2 separate regions of the Mus musculus genome follow, and region 1 is linked to region 2. Evidence: chromatin contacts called from public HiChIP or PLAC-seq data. All regions are on one chromosome and are shown on one strand. The core of a region is the stretch at or near the end of the contact, and the rest is flanking DNA. Distances in the headings are between cores, read along the strand shown.

Evidence for each region. HiChIP or PLAC-seq counts read pairs in DNA pulled down with a chosen protein or histone mark.
Region 1: an H3K4me3 HiChIP or PLAC-seq map of the 230-238 cell line shows a contact between it and region 2, with 6 times the contacts expected there. The contact joins two enhancer-like sites. A contact is called at or near these places in 1 of 484 Hi-C or Micro-C datasets (bone marrow-derived macrophages), 5 of 115 datasets of contacts at active chromatin or transcription factors (the 230-238 cell line, CD8 T cells, embryonic stem cells and 1 more) and 1 of 9 other capture datasets (embryonic stem cells).

The regions. Positions count from the first base shown.
Region 1 is chr1:161,695,757-161,699,573 of GRCm38.p6, forward strand. No RefSeq gene overlaps it. Among named protein-coding and RNA genes, the nearest start is that of Gm31869, 70 kb to the right of the region's middle. Within about 2 kb of position 1,280, at least 6 of the 459 cell types and tissues checked have an H3K27ac peak or open chromatin away from gene starts, as enhancers often do. A contact at or near this core is called in the 230-238 cell line, where this site is marked.
Region 2 is chr1:161,434,565-161,438,336 of GRCm38.p6, forward strand. No RefSeq gene overlaps it. Among named protein-coding and RNA genes, the nearest start is that of Tnfsf4, 41 kb to the left of the region's middle. Within about 2 kb of position 1,382, at least 8 of the 459 cell types and tissues checked have an H3K27ac peak or open chromatin away from gene starts, as enhancers often do. A contact at or near this core is called in the 230-238 cell line, where this site is marked.

The DNA.
Region 1 (3,817 bases), core at 30-2,529, 260 kb after region 2:
ATGCCTCAGAACACAGGAAGAAAACACTCACATCCTTAGGTAAGACAGAGATCCCAGAGGTACTGTAACAGGGGTCAAGACTGGGAATCCTCAGCCTCCTCCCTTAGATAGCTCTGTCATACGTAGACAACTAAGCAAGAAAACGTATAATTTCTCTTGAGCTGTCCAAGAGTCAAAGGGCCACTTTCTCTGTCAGCCACTGCAGCTCGTTGTTCAACAGTTTTCCTTCAGTTACAGAAATTAAGCTCCCTGTCCTAAACCATCAAAGCCCAGCATGTTCACCATCACCCGCCCTTAATCCTCTACTGCTCCTGATTGGTTCACTGCCTGGCCTGTCTCAATTTCCTACTCTCATGCTTTGTTTCCACGTGCTCAGCCTTGCCCTTTGTGCTGGAATTACCCGGATTTTTTCTGAATTCCTTCCTGACACCTTTCCTTCCACCCCTTATCCTTTCCTAACCCTTCTTTTCTTCTAGAGTCTCCTTCTTTTATTCTTCTAAGTTGTGTTGTCTCTCTGCCCTTCTTGAGTTACATAAAGTTTAAGTTCTAAATTCCTACACAGAAAGAAAATGCAGTAGTTCTGGACTGGCTGTAGCGCACAGTCTCAGATTTTGTTCCACATTCCTCAGAAGCAAGCCTATTTTTATAGATAGCATTTCCTCTTTGTTGCAAGCCTCTTTCCTCCACCTGCAAACTTTCTTCATTCCAGGAAAGGAAAACGTGTATACTGTAGCCTCATAGAGGAACAAGGCTCACAAAAAGTTCAACACATTCTTCCCCCGTGGTCTCCCGGCTCGGAGCGCATCTCTTTGGAAAATGTTATTCATTTTATACCACTCTTAATCTGGCATTTAGTGACTGTATAAGAGTTTATTATTTATAAATAATGGCTACACTTTAACATGCATAAAACCTTACAAATATTTTTTGTATGTATTGGTCCTAGTGCCTTAAAAATCAAGGGGACAAATACAAGACAGAAATTGATAATAGTCTCAAGACTGTTACTTCTGTCTAATATGCTCAGTAAGTGGTAATTTAAGTTAACAGAACACTGATACTTTTATACTGACCCTGGAGGAAGTTATGGAGTTAAATTGGATCCAGGAAAGACACAGCATTTTGAAGAAAAAAAAAAAAACACGCTAGGATTTGGATACTATTTGAGTAGGGATTCATGAGCTAGAAACTCAATTCCCAGTCTAATAGTGATTGGATGTAGACCTTTAAGAGGTGGAGCCTATTGAAAGTGGTTAGGTCACTGGGCATGTCCTTCAGAAAAGATGGATGTAGTTTTATGAAGACTCAAGAGAGAAGGCGTGGCCTTTACGCTCTGTGCTTTACAGTCCTCCACGCGCTGCTGTCTCCTTTCTCTCCTCTCACATGTATTGTAGCCAAGGGAACCCTTGTCAAAGCCCAAACAGATGTGTCTACCTAATACTGAACTTTCAACTTCCAAAACCATGAGCTAAATAGACCCTTTCCACTGACAAGTACCCTTCTCCAGGTATTGTACTATATAGTTTCAGCAAACAGAATAGTACAATATAGAATGAAATCATTCCCATGCTTATTTCAAATCAAATAGGATGTCATGGTTGTCTCTTCAGAGCAATTGTCTAATTTACAAAATTGAGCACAGACTCATGGGTCTTGACATGGAGTATTAATTTAGATATCCTATACATTGCATATATGACTGACATGTAAATAATGTCTTCTCATAAGAAGTAAAAAGACAGCACATGATGGCTAAGCGGTGTTTCTCTTCTCTGTTTTGTAGCACGCCGTACTTAAACCATGCATTGTCTGCTTACTGAAGCCCAGTCCTCTCACCCGACCTTTGACTCTACCTTGAAGGAAGAGTCTGAACCATGTAGGGAGAAAACAGAAGAACTGACGAGTATTAGGTATCCACCGTGTTGTGTGCATCTCCTATCTGCTCAGCTCGTGTTACACTGAGAAGTGCTCCCTGCCTGCTGTTTTTAGTTTTAGGAATGAGGAACTTGAGCCACCCTTTTCAAATTTAAATATTATACTTTCGATCATATCTCCCGAACAGAAGATGGGAGAACTGAAAATCTCAGGAGAATCTGACTTCAGTGATCTGGTTTTCCCTTCTGCACAGGACCAACTCCAATATTAGATTTTTTTTTACAAGAGCACAAATCCACTTTTATTTATTTACTCTCCATTAGTTTAAATCCAGGACAAGTAGAGCATCATATAGACTCTGTGTCCAGCCTTTGCGGGAAGGTTGCTTGGGAATTTGACATGATCCATACCACTGTTTCTGTGGGGCTGAGGTACTTGTCCCTACATCACTTTGGTTCTGTTAGGTTTGACTCCAGGGGTCACTGCATTGCTTTTTGCTTTATACACATAAGCACATCTCTTGCCCAAGTAGCACCCAATTTCATCTCAAGCATAAACGCCTTCAATGTTGAGAAGAGCCATTGTGTTCTCTTTGGTTCCAGAGAGCTCACTTGTGGCTAGCAAAAATGGACGTGCTTCACAGCCTTCCGAAGATATTTGCTCTTTTTTTTTTTTTTTTTAGAAGTCTGTTCCCAGTGGGCCTTGCAGGTGCCAAGACAGTGGAAAGAGCACAATATTAGATACTTAATGGTTTTTCATAGAGTACGAGATTACAACCTGGTTAACTCAGCTACTATGATAGGCACAGTGGTACCTGTAATCCTAGTGTACAAGGCTGTGATGGGGTGTCAGAAGCTGGGGGTTCACTTGGGATACAAAGGGTAGCACAGTAGTGCTGTGTTATCATTATCTTCTTCCTCACCCTGACCTTGATTCGCATAATGGTCACACCAGACATTGAGCACAATACTCCTTGACAAACTTACTTTATAATCCTCACACTATGTGGCTACTAAAGTCAGAAAGACATCAACAAAAGGCTGTGGAAAGGCAGAAAACAAATGGCAGCACAGTGATGTTCCAGGTGGTGGTGACCTTTATGAGATAGGTCTTCTTTCACTTCTGGGAATGCTTCTGATCTGTCTAAGTTTTCTTCTATAACCGTGGGTGGGGGGAGCTTTGAAGTATTCTGGAAAGGGAACCTTCCAGAACAGTAGTATTAGAACCATCAAATTTTTGTCTCTCCACAAAGGCAATATGTAATGTTGAAAGATGCTGAAATCAACCTTCCCGGGTCTCTGGAAACTAACTGAAGTCTCTCAGTGACTTTAGGGTTTTGTGGTTCCCAAGAGTCAGACCATCTAGTTTTGTGGCATTTGAATTTTCCCTGTTCTCATTCCCCTCTTCTAATCCCCATAACAGCCTCAAGATGCTACAATTTTGAGACCAGAGATGCTGTGAGATCAGCAACCTAGCATCCATGGAAGGGAACAGAGTAACTTTGGAGCATCCCCAAAATCTTCACCCCCCCCCAGGGAGTTAGAGTTGGGCTACTTCTAACACCTCATATTTACAGGCTTTAGGCTTCCAGGAGCAGAGTGTTGCTTGTGGCCAGCAGTAAATAAACGTGGCTCACCTCTGTCACCTCGGCTTTAAGGTGTAAACAATAACCAAGCTGGCTTCACATCAGAAATAGAAGCCATCTTGTAATCTGCTGCCCCAGGATTGGCGACTGGACCATCTTATAGGCATGTAGTGTTTGCCAGTCACAGAGACCAGGGGTTGGAGTCACACTATACTCTGTCCCCACTGTCCTAACCTGGGTATCTTTAACTTTCATTTTGCCCTGTATCCCACAACTGAAATTGTCAGCTTGCATCCAGAACAAGATGGAGTGTGCACATAGGGACTGTAGAGGTAACTGAGTCAGTAAAGTGTGAGC
Region 2 (3,772 bases), core at 132-2,631:
CAACATTTCAAAAATAAAATGATGGGGAAGGAATACTAAGATTATTGATATACAAGGTCAGCATTATCCCATACCAGAGCCTAAGACACTATAAAGAAAGATAACTACAGGTCCTCATTCTGGATGAACACATGAAAAAAAAAATCATCACCAAACAAAGTAGTAAATGAAGTTTAGCAGTCCATTAAAAGACATTCATTAAGATCAAGAGGCATTTATCCCAGAGATTCAAAGATGGTTCAATATACACAAATTAAAAAAAAATCACATTGTCATAGTGGAAGGCAAAAATATATATAAACTAGTCAGCAGACAAACAATAAAGAGAATGACAAGCTTAAACATTCCCTTCTGATTATTTTAAAAAGAGAAAGACAGATGGGAAGGAAGTAAGGAAGAAAGGAAAGAAGAAAGGAAGGATGAACATATAGCTAGAAATCCTAGAGATGTCTCAGTAGGAAGACTTAGGCCCTGTCTTTCAAAAGGCCTGGGCTCAATTCCAAGCGTCCATCCACATGGTGGCTTGCAATTGTCTATAACTCCATCTTCAGGAGATTTGATGCCCTCTTTTGGCCTCTGAAATTAGCAGGCTCATAACTGGTGCACAGGAATACATATAAGCAAACCACTCATACACATAAAACTATAATAATAATAATGTTTTAGAGTCTACACAACTAAAGAGTAAGCAAGGAACATGTGTACCTAAACACAGTGACATGTGTGTATGCTAAGCCTGCAGCTCTGTAGCTTGATAATTGGCCACTCACCTCTCAACAGTGTCCATATGGTGCGACATGAAAATGTCTAGCAGTTGCTCTAAAAATCTTATGATTTTTATGATCAAAACTGTGATATGTTGTTAGGGAAAGCACCCTCGTATAGGTAGGTAAGAATGTATACTTCCTGAAATTCTTTACAGAAGTCATGGTTGTGTGGCCAAATTCAATTCATGGAGGTAGAAGGCAAAATTTAGAGTGTGATACCTAGCCAAGATCTGTAAAGTGGAGATGAATTTGCAAGAGAGGATTCTGCTGCCCTTGCTCTCATAAGTGCTTGGGAAGGCTTACCCAGCGACTTGAGACTCAGATTACCTTAGGAGAGAAGAATTAGGAAGAACACTTGAGGTAACAGCAGCAGAAGCAAAAGGCAGGCTGCGAGAGAATGCTGGATACTGTCCAGCATAGAGACAGCTTGAACATCACCTTACCTCAGGGAAAAACGATTATTTTATTTAAATGACTGCTTTGGTGGTTTCCATGTCTACATCATACACAATCTCTAAGTTGTATTTGTGGCTTTCTGGTCTATGTGTGGCTGCCTTTCCAGACTCATCTCCCACGACATCTGCCCACCTTTTATCCTCAACCAGTAAAGACCCACACCCCAAGCAGAATAAATGACTTTCAGTTCCCCAATCTTGTTGCCCTGCTCACTCTCTCTGAAGTATTTTAGTCTACTCTTCTTCATAGTTTTACTGTTTATTCCAGGAAGGTTGTCTTTTTGTCCCAAGTCTGAATAATTCCCATAAAACATGTCTGGTATTGATTGCAGTTATTAAATCATCTGTCTGGTTCTTCCCCTAGGTCCTAGATAGTGCATTTAAAGTTTCACCTCCAACTGCTTAGCAAGAATTTTGGCATGTAGAGTGTTAGGACATGTGCAGTGACTGGAAACAAGTAGATAAATGAATAGCCCTTCCCCAACACATTATGGTGAAACGGATGGACTTGTTTTAATAAGTTCTGGGCTAATTTACCGGTACCAAGAGGTCAGAGCATGGCTCCAACCAGCAATTCTGGCCACCCAGCCTCTCCATTCCACAGAAATAGGCAAAGATGACAAATTTCCATTTCTGTGTCTGATTTACCTTTGTGATTTTGCACAGCTCATCTTCCCTCCTCCTGTTCTTCTTACCACAAAGCCCACGCACCTCAGCTTAGAGGAAAAGCTAATTGTAGATGGATACTTCTTCAGAGAAAACGCCATCTTCAAATCAAATTCTGAGGCGTTAGTCTAGTCCCTTTGAGGTTAAGCAGTGGGCTGGAGGGGTGTGTGCTGTCACATGCTGTACCAATGACCAACTCGGCACACAGATGACTTTCTTCCTCCCAGTTTTGCTGTTACTCATGCTTTCATGTCCCCCCTTTTATCTCTTGTAAAGAAGTAGTCATCTGCATAAAGTTGTTTTATTGTGGGGTCTGTGTCGTGAGAAATGAAACCTACCTGAAGATAGTAAACAATGAGTCATGCCTTGTCTCTCACCTTCTACCACGTTCACCATTCAGCCATTATTCACTTAGCAGCTGTCGAGAGGATCAGATCAACTGGGGCCATATTGCAGGCTATGCTCAAGTAACATTTGCTTTATAGCCTCACCTGACTAACTGTAACGGTTACTGCTTTTTCCCCTCATCATGTGGGCATTGCATCAGACTCCATACTCACAGGATAGATAAAGACAGTGGTTACACATGCCCTCCTCTAGCACTCAGGAGGTAGAGGCAGGCCTAGTCTACAGAGAGAGAGAGAGTTCTAGAACAAAAGAGACAGCTATCAGAGCAGTACAATAAGACATTTCAAGAGGGAGAGCCTATATATTTATATTTTTCTAGAAGACAGTTACAGTTGTTCTGTTATTATTAAATATTGTTCCTAGTTGTTCATTGTGCTTTATTTTAAAGTTAGACAATATTAGGCTTGCCATAGAGCAAAATGCCTACCTTCAAAGATGGCGAATAAAATTGTCAACTTTTAAATGTGTGCAAAGTTAGTTTTTCATTTCGATGACTTTATATTCTGTCACTGAATGAAATACATTGCCTTAATTTTATTTTTATATGGTATTCAGATAGAGTTCCTAAGCTCTACAGAGGAATTTGAAGACTACGGGGCCAGAAAAACTGCAGTTTTGTTGAGCTTTTTAGAAAAAAATTCCCCAAACACTCAGTATGCTTTCATCTCAGTGATTAACGTCCTGACACAACGGAACACAACTAAAATTCATGGTATGTATATCTTAATTCTTTTTAGGAGCGGTAACGAAAGTTTTCAAAGCCACTCAAAAATTTTGAAACTTTTTGTAGACACCTTTGAAGTGGTATGCTGAAAATGAGGCTTTCTTTCTTTTTTTTAGCGTATCAGAAATAAACAATGTACTCGAGTCTCACACCCACTGGTGCAAACTTAGAAAGCAGAAAAGATGGTGAGGAGATGTGGAGGCAGGTAGAGTTGGGAAAGAACAGTTTTAGGTGTCCCACAGACTGTCGCCATCTCTTTATTGCGTGGCGAGCAGCACTAATTCATTTAGACGGTCTCTTCTACTCTTTTGCTGTTGTAGCATCTTGAGTCTAATTACCTAGTGTTCTACGTAGACATTCACACTGATTGGCATTGACAAGATATAGATCTGTCCCTAAAGTATTCAAGGTGGAGCTGTTAAAACAAAAAGGCAGTAAGCTTTTTCTCCATGATCATGGAGATGGGTTTGTCAGAGGTCCAAACAGCATGCCTGTGTGCCTGGGAGTGGCAATGTGAGTCTGGAGGTAGGATAGTTGTTCCAAGATATTGAGAAAAAAATAAAAGGAGAGGCCTGGGGGCGGGGAGAAGTGGGATAGGAAAAAGATGCCCGCGCCAGAATTTCCCTATTCTCTGGTCAGTCAGGCATGGGAGGGCTGCTACCTACCCTATCTACTCATCCCTGGGTGGGCATTCCTCTATCCCACTTTTCAGGGGGTGGCCAAGGGGCAGCCCTGCCTGGGACCCTCCAACC